2 separate regions of the Sus scrofa genome follow, and region 2 is linked to region 1. The links are chromatin contacts, called in public Hi-C maps. All regions are on one chromosome and are shown on one strand. The core of a region is the stretch at or near the end of the contact, and the rest is flanking DNA. Distances in the headings are between cores, read along the strand shown. Region 1 holds the start of GCFC2 (GC-rich sequence DNA-binding factor 2). Region 2 holds the start of MRPL19 (39S ribosomal protein L19, mitochondrial).

Region 1 (5,636 bases), core at 869-3,368:
GCCACAACAAAATCAAATAACCCAATTTCAAACCGATAAAATATTTGAATAGGCTTTCTCCACAGAAGCCAACAAGTATGTGAAAGATGCTTCACATCAGTAATCATCAGGGAAATGCAAATCAAAACCAAGAAGATATCACTTCGAATCTATTAGGATGTCCAGTACCAATCAGCCAATCAATAGTCAACAAGTGTTGCAAGGTTGTGGAGAAACTGGAACGCTTGCACACTGTTGGTGGTAACGTGAAATGCTGCAGTTGCTATGGAAAACAATACGGAAAGTCCTTCAGAATTTAAAAATAAAACTACCATGTGATCCAGCAATCCCACTTCTGGGTATTTACCCAGAAGAATTGAAATCAAGATCTTGAAGACATTTGCACTCCCACATTCACTGCAGCACTAATTCACAATAGCCAAGATGTAGAAGCCACCTAAATATCCATTGTCCAATGAATAGATAAAGAAAACGTGGTATATACAGACAATAGAATATTATTCAGCCTTTAAAAAGAAGGAACCCCTGCAATATGCTACAAAATGGATGGACTTTGAAGATATTACTTTAAGTCACAGAAGGATAAATATTGCATGGTTCTACTTACATGAGGTATCTGAAAGGGCCAAACTCATAGAAGCAGAAAGGAGAATGGTGGTTGCCAGGGTCTAGGAGGAGAAGGAACAAAGAGTTAAATTACAACAGGTAAAACATTTCAGTTAAAATGACAAAGTTCTAGAGATGTGCTTTACAACAATGTGCTTATAATTCACAATACTGTACTGTACACTTAAAATTTTGTTAAGAGGGTAGATCTGATGTTAAATATTTTGAGTATATATTTTTTAAGTAATTTCCAATCTGTAGGGCTAACTTGGATGTACTAACTGATCATCAGGACCAGGACCTCCATGCATATTGCGACCCTCTGGTCCCAGGCCAAGGATCTCATCATAGTAAATGCAAGAAAAAAAAATGATGCTGAAAAAATGAAAGCACAAAGGTCCATACTTTTATAGATGCATTTCCACAAAACTGTTTTTAATTGCCAAAGAACAGTGTGATACTTTACTTACAAATAAGACTTATCAAAATTTTTATCTGATAAATTTTGACATAATTTGGCTTAACATGGCAATATATCCATTACTTATAACAAGACAGAAAGAAAAAATAGCTCTATGAGAAAGGAGGCATTTTCCAAAAGATTGACATAATCCTTTTGTAAGTAGCACATTTATCACTAGAGGGCGCTCAGAACCCACTAACCAATGCCTAATAACGCTGACTAAAACATTTCACTAATGGGAAGAAAAAAAAAAAAACAAAACGGCTTAAGTAATACATTGGTTTCCAAAAGTTGGAGAATATTTCATATGCCAATTTTCTTCAGTTACTAACCTCTGAAAATTTAAGTTATTTTAAAAAGGTGAATAATGCAAAGTCTCCTAATAACCAGCTAATCAATAAGTTAGTATTGTAAATAAGTATAGTGGGGATAGATAAGATATATGGCGTTATTCATGCTCTCTGGGGGGGGGGAAATCCTAATATTCATGAGAAAGGGCAAATAATATAAGATAGTGATGATTATGGGTACCTGGAAAGGCTTCTTGCTCTCTGGTTGCTCTTTACTTGTTTCTATCTGTAATTCTAAGAGGCCATCCTTTTTATCTCTGTGCTTTTCTTCTTGATTGTTGCTTACTTGTGCAGTATCATTTCTGTGTAGATGTTACTGTTTAGCTTCCAGAGACAATCTCTTACACAGTGTAGGCTTATTTGTTTTAATTCTTGTTTAGAAAGAGAACTTCACTTTCTCCAGAAAGTCGAAGAGTGGATCCAGTCCAGGATGTGGGCACAACGCCTGAGTCCCAGACAGGGTTTGCACAAAGAGAGCCTGTGAGTGCTGCTCTCCATAGCAGTTAGCTTGAGGAACCTGCGGTAATCTCTTCGCGAGCACCTGCATAAACTGACCTTGCAAAGAGAACGCCGCACATCCCTAGAAACCCCGGGAGACGAGTTGGGTCGTACAGAACGAAAAAAGAAAACTACGCATGCGCATGGCGAAGCCGGCGTCGAAGCCGCTTGGCTCCCGCGCGCTTACGGGGCGGCGAGGCGGGAGGCGGGAGCGTGCGCCTGCGCGGAAGCCGTAGACCTGGTGTGTCTGGGTTCGGTCATGGCTCACAGACCGCAGAGGACTTTTCGGCAGCGCCGAACTGACTCTAGCGACAGCGACAGCGGCCAGGAACCAACTGCCGAACCAGGGGTGCCCGGAGAGCAAGTAGCCCCGGGCCCTGCGGAGGAAGGAATGCTGTCCGAAGGAGGCTGCGCGGAAGTGGCAGAACGGCTCCGCCGGGCCCGGGGCGGGGGCCGGGGCCGGGGCCGGGTCTGGGCGAGTTCCCGGCGCGCGGCGAAAGCGGCTCCGCGCTTGGACCCAGGATCGGATGCCCCAGGTGACACAGGGCGGCGGCGTGGGTGCCCGGGGCGGGGGCGGGAGGAAGACCCCGAGGAGTTAGGGTGGTTTCGGATCTAACCCGGTGCTTACCAGGATGTGGGCTGCATCGCAGGAATAGTAAGCATGACAGCCTGCTTGCGAACACCCGCCCGCTGCTGGCATCTCCACACTGGGCTCCCAGGGGCAGTAGAATGAATCCTGTTAAGTTTGGGCTCCTCTGTTTTGCAACATCAAATGAACCTTCACCAATTATAGCTTTAGTGCTGCACCTGATGCTTATGAGGAACCTAAATCGCCCCAGAAGAGTTAAAAAATTTTCTGATATTTCTAAGTAAGTGGTAATACTTTCTGGAAACGTCCCTAATTGTTTTTCTAGAAAACATCTAACTGGATGGAATGGTACGCTGGAAAAATTTAGGTGACAGGCTTTGGGACATTTTACTTTTTTTAATTTAAACCATTATTTAAAGAAAAGATTATGTCACTAACAGTAGGTAAATGACACTGTAGACTGCCAATAATGATGTTAAATACAATGTAAATTTTGAGATACCTTTGTGTTCCTAAAAATAGGATTCAGGTAGCATCAAGTTGTTTACATAAGGTGTGTTCTTTTTTGAAATGGAGTTTAATAAGAATGGTTAGTCGAGGAAAAAAATTCTCACCACTCTTCGGTGATTTCTTAGTCAGTGTTATAATCACTTGTTTATATGAAGTGTGATTTTTTTTAAATGCTTTTGTATGTTAAGTCATCTGGTTAAACTATCAGGGAGAATTGAGGCCAGCACTTGCTGTTTCACTTGCTTTGTAAAACAGTGGTACTCAAGCTTTTTGGTCTTGAGTATAAAGGGTAAACCTTCATACTTTTAAAAATTATTAACGATCCCAAAGAGCTTTTGGTTCTGTAGATTATTCTGTAATATTTGCCGTATTAGAAATTAAGATTAAATTTTTACTCTTTTAAAATTAATTCATTACATGTAAGGAAAGAAACTTTTTTTATGAAAAATAACTATTTGCCAAAAAAGAGTAAGAGTATCATTGTTTTGACTTGGGGTTTTTTATTTTGTTCTGTTTTTGTTTTTTGTTTTTATGGCTTTTGAGGTTTTTTTGGCCAATCCCGCTGGATGTGGAAAAACTAGAGCCAGGAATCAAAATCTATGCCACAGCAGCGTTCTGATCCACAACAGTGCTCACATTGGGTCCTTAACCTGCTATACCACCAGGGAACTCCAGAGTGACGTCGTTTTGAGTTTGAATCTCTTTAACATCTAGCATAATGGGAGACAGCTGAATTCTCAAAACTATTTCTGTATTCAACCTGTTTAAATATATTTTGTTTTTGATTTTGAAGAAAAGCACAGATAGATGGTTACCAGTCCTCAATAGCCTTTTTGGTTTATGGAGGTTATTGTGCTTTAATGTGACAATGCAGCTCTCAACACGTGATACATTCTCAAAGGTTAGTTTGCAACATGGAAGCTAAAACTCTATCTTCTTTTTTTTTTTTTTGTACTCCATTAGATTAAAATCTTTTGGTGTGTTTTGTACTTTAAAAGAATCTTTTACCCAGGTATGAGTAGTAACATCATGCATTGATTCTTTGAGAAGTGTTGGTTCACTGAGTTGCAGTTTTTGCAGGTGTTGGTATATCTAATTACACGCTATCCAAAAAAACCCTCAATGCTACTACTATATCATCAGTCTTTTAGTATTGGAAAGCTATCAAGTTCTCAAGAGGATATAAGTTTTCTCAAAATTCCAGCCTTCATTTGAAATCAATAATTCTTGAAGTGATATTTTGCTCATTTTGAGAATGTTTGTCAGATATCCATGTCTGAATAAATAGTTTGTCATTCTCTGAAGGCAAATGGTATTCCTGCTCAAATGCAGTGGCAAAGTTCAACTTGCATCTCATCACACAGTGCTTTTTCTTGAGGCAACCATTGCATTTGAGTATGCCCCAGAAGTACTTTATGCATGCTTCCATTTTGATTTACAGAATATTAAAAAGATACGTCCTCAGGATCAAGATTTAATAAAATTTTGCATTGCTTCATTAAGAAACGTGAGTGAAACTGGATGTTTTTATTGCCACTGCATGTTAGCAAAGAAGCTACTACTGCTTCTGTGGTCATATCCCTGTTATGACTCAGACTGAAATATCAGCAGTTTTACCAACCCCTGTTTTTACTTCATTTTGTAAATATCAATGGTAAAGTGTGTGTAACATGTTAATAGTGTGATGGAAGCAGTTTTGGCTTATAGCTGTCTAAAAGTGTTCGAGAGACCTCTAAGGGTTGATGGACTATACTCTTAAGAACCATTGCTTTGGTGTAACTTTTCTTCACTTTAGGAAGATATAGGAGTTGTCATAAATAGCAGTAGCTAAGAAAGATGTAAACTGTAGCTATTTTCCTCTGTCTTTTAAGTTTGGTTTCTTAACTCTAGACTTTTTTGAAATGTATAAGGGATATAAACATCTAATTAAGGGATGTTTTTAAGGTAAAGAGTACTATTTATGTAATCTTGAGTTTTAAGGTTATTCACAAATATGACAAAATAATTGTGAATTAACAAGTCCTTTCTTTGTCAATAATACCATGAATTCCTTTACATTTTGTTCATTCAGTTCTTGAATACCTCTGTGAGAGTTATCATTGAATATTACCTTTAATAGATTAATTGACTGTGTCCTTTCCAGAATCGTACAGTGGAAATAGATTTATGATTTGGTTTGAGACCACAGTGCTCGTTATAGTACTCCTTAACCACCAGCCCTTGATATGTGTCATAATATTTATGAGAGCCTAAATTCCAGAGTTGGATGAAATTAGATTGAAAGCCCTGCTTCTGCATTTAATAACTTTGTGACACTTTGTTATTTAGCCTCTCCATTCCTTAGTGTCCTCATCAGTAATAGCATTTACTTTATAGAATTGCATTAAATGAAACATACCTTGTGAAACAGACTTCAGTATGCCTAGTACATACTAGTGTAGTGTATGTGAAGTGTTCTTTTCTTTTTTTACTTATTTGCTACCACTGCTTTCCTCACTGTCTTAAATATTCCTTCATTTCTTGTCATTTTGTTTCTCCTATGTTCCCTTTCCTCTTTTCATTTCATTCTTTAAGGGAGGATTTTACTAGTTAAGTAGATAGTGCAAATAGGATAAGCCCT
Region 2 (5,603 bases), core at 342-2,841, 64 kb after region 1:
TCATACCATTCTTAGGCCACAGGCCCTCAGAGCTCACATTCACTTTCAAGTTCCAGATGTCTTGTGCAGAAAATAAAAGACGCAGAAAATAAAAGACTCTTCGAGAATACTTTCCAGAAAATCAAAATAATGAAATGAAATCTACCTTGTCCTTCAATAGTATTTCTAAGGATAAAAGTAGCTCCAAGTCCTGATCCTGATCTCTGGATACAAATCCCCAGAAACTGGCTGGTTTTTGCACTGGCATATGGGTCAGCAGTAGTAACACGAAGAATGCTTCCTACAAATTCAAGAGGAATTTTACATGAGATACAGAAACAAATAACAGTACTTCCAGGTAATTTCAAAACTCCCAAATGTTGTAATATAATATTAGGGATAAGTACCTCATATAAGCAAAACCCAGACAGGTGAAAAACAATGTTCTCTATACCAAGAAAACTACCCCTCCACAACCACTAATAACAAAAGCACCCAGCTCTTACTGACCAACATAGAACTCTGGAATGTGGAGTATTTTTCTCCTTTCTAACATATCTTTTCTTTCTATTTGAAATTTCAGAGGATTTGTTCTTCCCCTTGGAGGAATGAACTCAGGACTCAAGAACCTGTGAAAAATACAAGTTTTAAAAAGTTAAAAGCAAACTTAAAAGACCACTATAGGAGAAACCACTGCTTTACCCCAAAAGTGAAATTTCAGGATGTTACCAGGAGTTCCCACTGTGGTGCAAAGGGATCAGTGGCGTCTCTGGAGCCCTGAGGCTCAGGTTTGATCTTCAGCCCAGCACAGTGGGTTGAGGATCCGGTGTTGCTCTAACAGCGGCATAGGTTGCAACTTTGGCTTGGATCTGATCACTAGCCCAGGAAATAACCGTTCCTTAACATACGCAAGTAAAACACGAGGTACTTAAGAGAAAAACTCCTGATACAAACCAGAGCTTCGCATCTGGGGAATCCCTACTTGAACTTCCGATCTAATAGGACTGCGAAGAAATTTTAATGCAAGCTTGGGAGAAGCGAGGAAGACAAACTTGAGTGGGAACAGGGGATTCATGAATCCTGCACACAAGCTCTTGCCCTGTGGTTTCCGGACCCGCTTTAGAGCTATAACGGGAGTACAGGTTCCAAAGCGCGTGTAGGTAGAGAGCCTCACCTGGTTTCCGGGCGCTGGGGACGGCGCTTGTCCACGATAACCGGTTTCGGCGGCGGCTGAAACGCGCCGGGCTCAGAAGATCCAGTGACCTGCTGTCTGCCCGACCCCGCGAGGGTCCCTGAGGGAGCAACCTCAAAGGTCAAGGCTACATGTGCCAGCCCAGAAACCCCCAGCTCCCCCAGAAACCTCACAATCTCCTTCAAGTAGCGCCCCAGGCTCCCAGGCTCGCCTCCCCGTAGCCTGACCCTGACCTGCTCCCCGGGCTCCCCAGCCCCGCTGCACTTACGGCAGATGACAGAGGCTGGTGCAGGAAGCAGAGCCCGGGTAGGTGGAAAACTCTGCCCCAGGCCCACCGCAGCCCAGGAGCCCCTTGTAATAGAGGCCGCCATGCCTGCTCGCTGGGTAGAGACTACAACGCCCATCAATCAGTGCGAAGAAGGCGTGGCCACCTGTGCGAGATGGCGGCCGCCACAGGCCAAAATAGACAAGTTTTTTTCCCCCAACCCCACCTGGAATTGTTAGGGAAAGTGCACACACACTCTCTAGTTCTGTTACTCGAAAACTGGCTCACTTCTTGGAGAATGTGGAGCCAGTTGGCACAACCAAGCCAAAGATCAGGAGAAGGAAGGACTTATTACTTGCAGCAAGTAAGGAGAATACCGGGATCTTTCCCAAAGCAATGTCTCCCCAGCCAGCAAAACTGGGGAAGGTTTAAGCTAAAGAGGCCATGCATATTCATGAAGGAGCTTGAGCAGAGAAGAATTCAGCATGGAATTAGGGCAAAGGTCAACAGAGCAGACTGAGGTAAGGATCAGAAAAAGTCCACAGCATCATCCCTCAGTTTGTAGTTGATGTGGTTGTTCAGCTCTCAAACGGAAAGTTTAAATTCTGCAAAACAGCTCTAAAAAGTGCTTTCAGCTAATCTCTACCATTAAAAGGGAACTGGGAGCCTTTATCATCTGATTTATAATCTTTGCTGTTGTTAATTCTCTTGCCCAGTAACAGTTTGTTCTTTTGTTCCCTTAAGATATGAGACCTATTCAAGGGCAGGCATTGTGGCCATACTTAGGTCATAAAATGTTGGCTTTTTTTTTTTTTTTTTTGGTCTTTTTGCTATTTCTTGGTCTTGGGCCGCTCCCGCGGCATATGGAGATTCCCAGGCTAGGGGTCCAATCGGAGCTGTAGCCACCGGCCTACACCAGAGCCACAGCAACGCGGGATCCGAGCCGCGTCTGCAACCTACACCACAGCTCACGGCAACGCTGGATCGTTAATCCACTGAGCAAGGGCAGGGATTGAACCCGCAACCTCATGGTTCCTAGTTGGATTCGTTAACCACTGCGCCACGACGGGAATTCCGGCTTTTTTATTTTATTTTATTTCCAGCAAAAATGCCTATATATCCTGGATCCTTCTTTAACTCTTTGGAACAGTTTCTCAGAGTTATTTGAGAGGCTATATCTGGTGCTGTGGTCTTCAGTCCACTGAATAAAACATTCTCAACTTTAGGTTGTGCTTTGCTTTTTTTTTTTTTTTTTAAGTTGACATTCCCAAGAGAAGACACTCAATACCTATTAAACATTAAATCCCAGTACTGTCTCTTCCAAGCCCTGATTATCCTCAAGTACCTTTTTTTTCTGTATGAATTTGTCTATATTAGGCATCTCAAATAAGTGGAATCATATAATGTGTCCTTTTGTGTCTGGCTTCTTTCACTTAGTACAGTGTTTTCAAGGTTCATCCATATTGTAGGCGTGTATCAGAATTTTATTCCTTTTTAAGGCTGAGTAATATTTCATTTTATGTATATGACATATTTTGTTTATCAATTCATTTGCTGATGGACATTTGGGTTGTTTTCACATTTTGGCTATTGTGAATAAAGCTGCTATGAATGTTACCATCCCAAGGGCCCTTGACCTTCTTAATCAATGGTAAGAGGCCAGACAGGAAAATTCAGGCAAGGCTTTATTGGAGCCCCTGCTGCAGCAGAGAGTAGAAACAAAAAAGAATTTCCTTTGCTTGCTTGCTTGCTTGCTAGGGGCCGGGGGGCAGGGGGCTAGCTGGTTCCTTACAGGAGTCAAGGGTAGGGGTGGTATAACCCAGCTAGGCCCTCTTTGGCCTTCTCTGAGTTCCAAAGGGCAGTTTCAAACATTCGTTATTTATCAGGGAAGGAAAGGGATGCAGAAATGAAGAAGAAGCAGTCAAGAGACAGTAGTGTAGGCTTGGGGCATGGTCCTGGTTCCTCTTCAAGGAATATACACAACAGTATCTTTGAGCCCTTCTGCAGAACTAAAACCCACAACAAATGGAAGATGTTATCTGCTTGATAGAGCATTCTTCGTTGGAGAAAGGAGGGCAGCCCGAGCCAGTCCTGGGGCCACACGATGCAAGCTTTGAAAGACAATGCAAGGTTGCCTCTACCCTGATCCTTATCTTCGGCCCTATCTTCCACTCCCCAAACTATAATCTCTCCCAAAGGGAGGCACAGTGTTTAAGGCATTAGCCTGCTGTGGCCCCCTTTGCCTGGCAAAGCAATAAAGCTATCTTTTCTCCTTCACTCAAAACTCCAGTTTGTATTCAGTCTCCGCATTTCTATTCAGCACCAGCTGACAGAGGCCAAGTTTCAGCAACAGCGGATCCAGGAATCTGGGCAGAGAGGTGGCTTTAGTGGTCTACCCACCCCTCTAGTGGTGGTGTGTGCCTGGGGTTTGTTCAGTACCCTCCTTTTGCTCCTAACACTCTGCTTTTGGTCTCAGCTCTTCAGAAGTGGCAGTTGGGTATTTAGTTTTTAGTATCTTCTTGCCCATAATTTGCCCCAAATATGCTTGTTTTTTTAGTCCCTTATAGTATCTTTGTATTTTGTTGCTTGAGATGTTTGTCCGGATGCAAGCATTGCCACCAGTGTGGCAGAGGGTCTCAGGTCCCAGGCCCCAGCCTATGTCATGAACACTGATGTGAAAGTGTCTGTATGAGTTCTTGGTTTCCATTCTTTGGGGAGTGGAATTGCTGCATCATAGGTTTCACTTTGAGGAAACTCCAGACTTTTCCACAGTTGCTGCACAATTTCACATATTCACCAGCTATGTGGGAGGGCTCCAACTTCTTCACATCCTCAGGAGCACTTGTTATTCTCTCTCTCCCTTTAAAATAGCCATCTTTTAATGGGTATGAAGTGGCAGTTCACTGAGACTTTGATTTGCATTTCCCTAATGACTAGTGATGTTGAGGGTCTTCTCACGTGCTCATTGGCCATTTATAAATCTTTTTTAGACAAATGACTGTTCGAGCCATTTGCCCATTTTATCTTAATTTCTTTTTGGCTGTGCATGTCTAGTTTGCACCATTTTTGCAAAGACTGTCTTTCTCCCCTAGAAAAGAAATGTTCTGGCTGCCATGGTCTTACCACATTCTTACCAACAAACCCTTATTATTATTATTATTATTATTATTATTATTATTATTATTTATTATTATTTTTTTTTTTCGTCATTTCTAGAGCCGCACCTGCGGCATATGGAAGTTCCCAGGCTAGGGGTCTAATCGGAGCTGCAGCTGCCAAGCCTATGCCACAGCCACAGCAACGTGGGATCCTAGTCGCATCTGCGACCTACACCACAGCTCACGACAACGCCGGATCCTTAACCCACCGAGCAAGGGCAGGGACTGAACCCGCAACCACATGGTTCCTAGTCGGATTCGTTAACCACTGACCCACGATGGAAACTCCTTGCAAACTCTTATTTTTCTCCAAACTCTTGTAACTAAGCAGGACCTTATGGGTCCTTTTGGGGGCAAGCCCTTCCCCCTTATCCTCTGCTTTAGCTCCTCCCTGAAGTATAATATGTATCTTGTTGGAGGTTTACAGGAACTTTGTGGTCTGACCCCTGAGGACAGCTACAAGAACAAAGGATTTCTGAACCAAGAATTTTGCAACAAAGAACCACACCCCTCCCTCACCTTGCGTTTAAAAATACTTTGCAATTTTTGGATCTAGGAGCTCCATATTTGGGGGGCAGGAGCCACCCATCTCTTTACATGGCCCTGCAGCAAACCTTTCTCTGCTCCTAATTCTGCTGTTTTGGTTTGTTTGGCCTTGCTATGCATCAAGGCACTCGGACTTGCGCTAACAATTTTGGCAAAGCCAGCCTAGGAGTCTGTGCCCATGGGGGGCCAACCCTGGCCCCAGGAGCCCCTTCACTGACCCCTCAGCAACTTCCAGAGGAGGGAGCCCTTTTTCCTCCAGGAATCTTGAGGGGACTGTCCCCAACAGGCACAGGCTGCCCATGGCTTGAGGATGTTTGGAGTCAAGAAAAGTCCAGAGCTGTGGTCCACATTCCGTGTGGCTTGGCGGTAAGTTGCTCCAGCTTGCACAGGCTGGGAACTCTCTCCACTCCATTTGGGCTGCTACCCTTGCAGGAAGGAAGCCACTTTGGGTCCACTCTCTTTT

Evidence for each region. A called contact is a pair of places that touch in the nucleus more often than the background predicts.
Region 2: a Hi-C map of liver shows a contact between it and region 1, with 4 times the contacts expected there. The contact joins the promoter of MRPL19 here to the promoter of GCFC2 in region 1. A contact is called at or near these places in 2 of 5 promoter capture datasets (fetal liver and liver), 31 of 47 Hi-C or Micro-C datasets (alveolar macrophages, blood, brain and 16 more) and 2 of 2 datasets of contacts at active chromatin or transcription factors (alveolar macrophages and skeletal muscle).

Annotation. Positions count from the first base shown.
Region 1 is chr3:67,545,685-67,551,320 of Sscrofa11.1, forward strand. GCFC2 (GC-rich sequence DNA-binding factor 2) reads left to right here and starts at 2,119. Exons shown (of 17, transcript XM_021087312.1): 1 at 2,119-2,453. The coding sequence starts at 2,177. LOC106509776 (a long non-coding RNA gene) reads right to left here and starts at 2,057. Exons shown (of 3, transcript XR_001307629.2): 1 at 1,601-2,057; 2 at 608-668.
Region 2 is chr3:67,609,732-67,615,334 of Sscrofa11.1, forward strand. MRPL19 (39S ribosomal protein L19, mitochondrial) reads right to left here and starts at 1,592. Exons shown (of 6, transcript XM_003354755.4): 1 at 1,440-1,592; 2 at 1,154-1,271; 3 at 490-608; 4 at 146-280. The coding sequence starts at 1,575.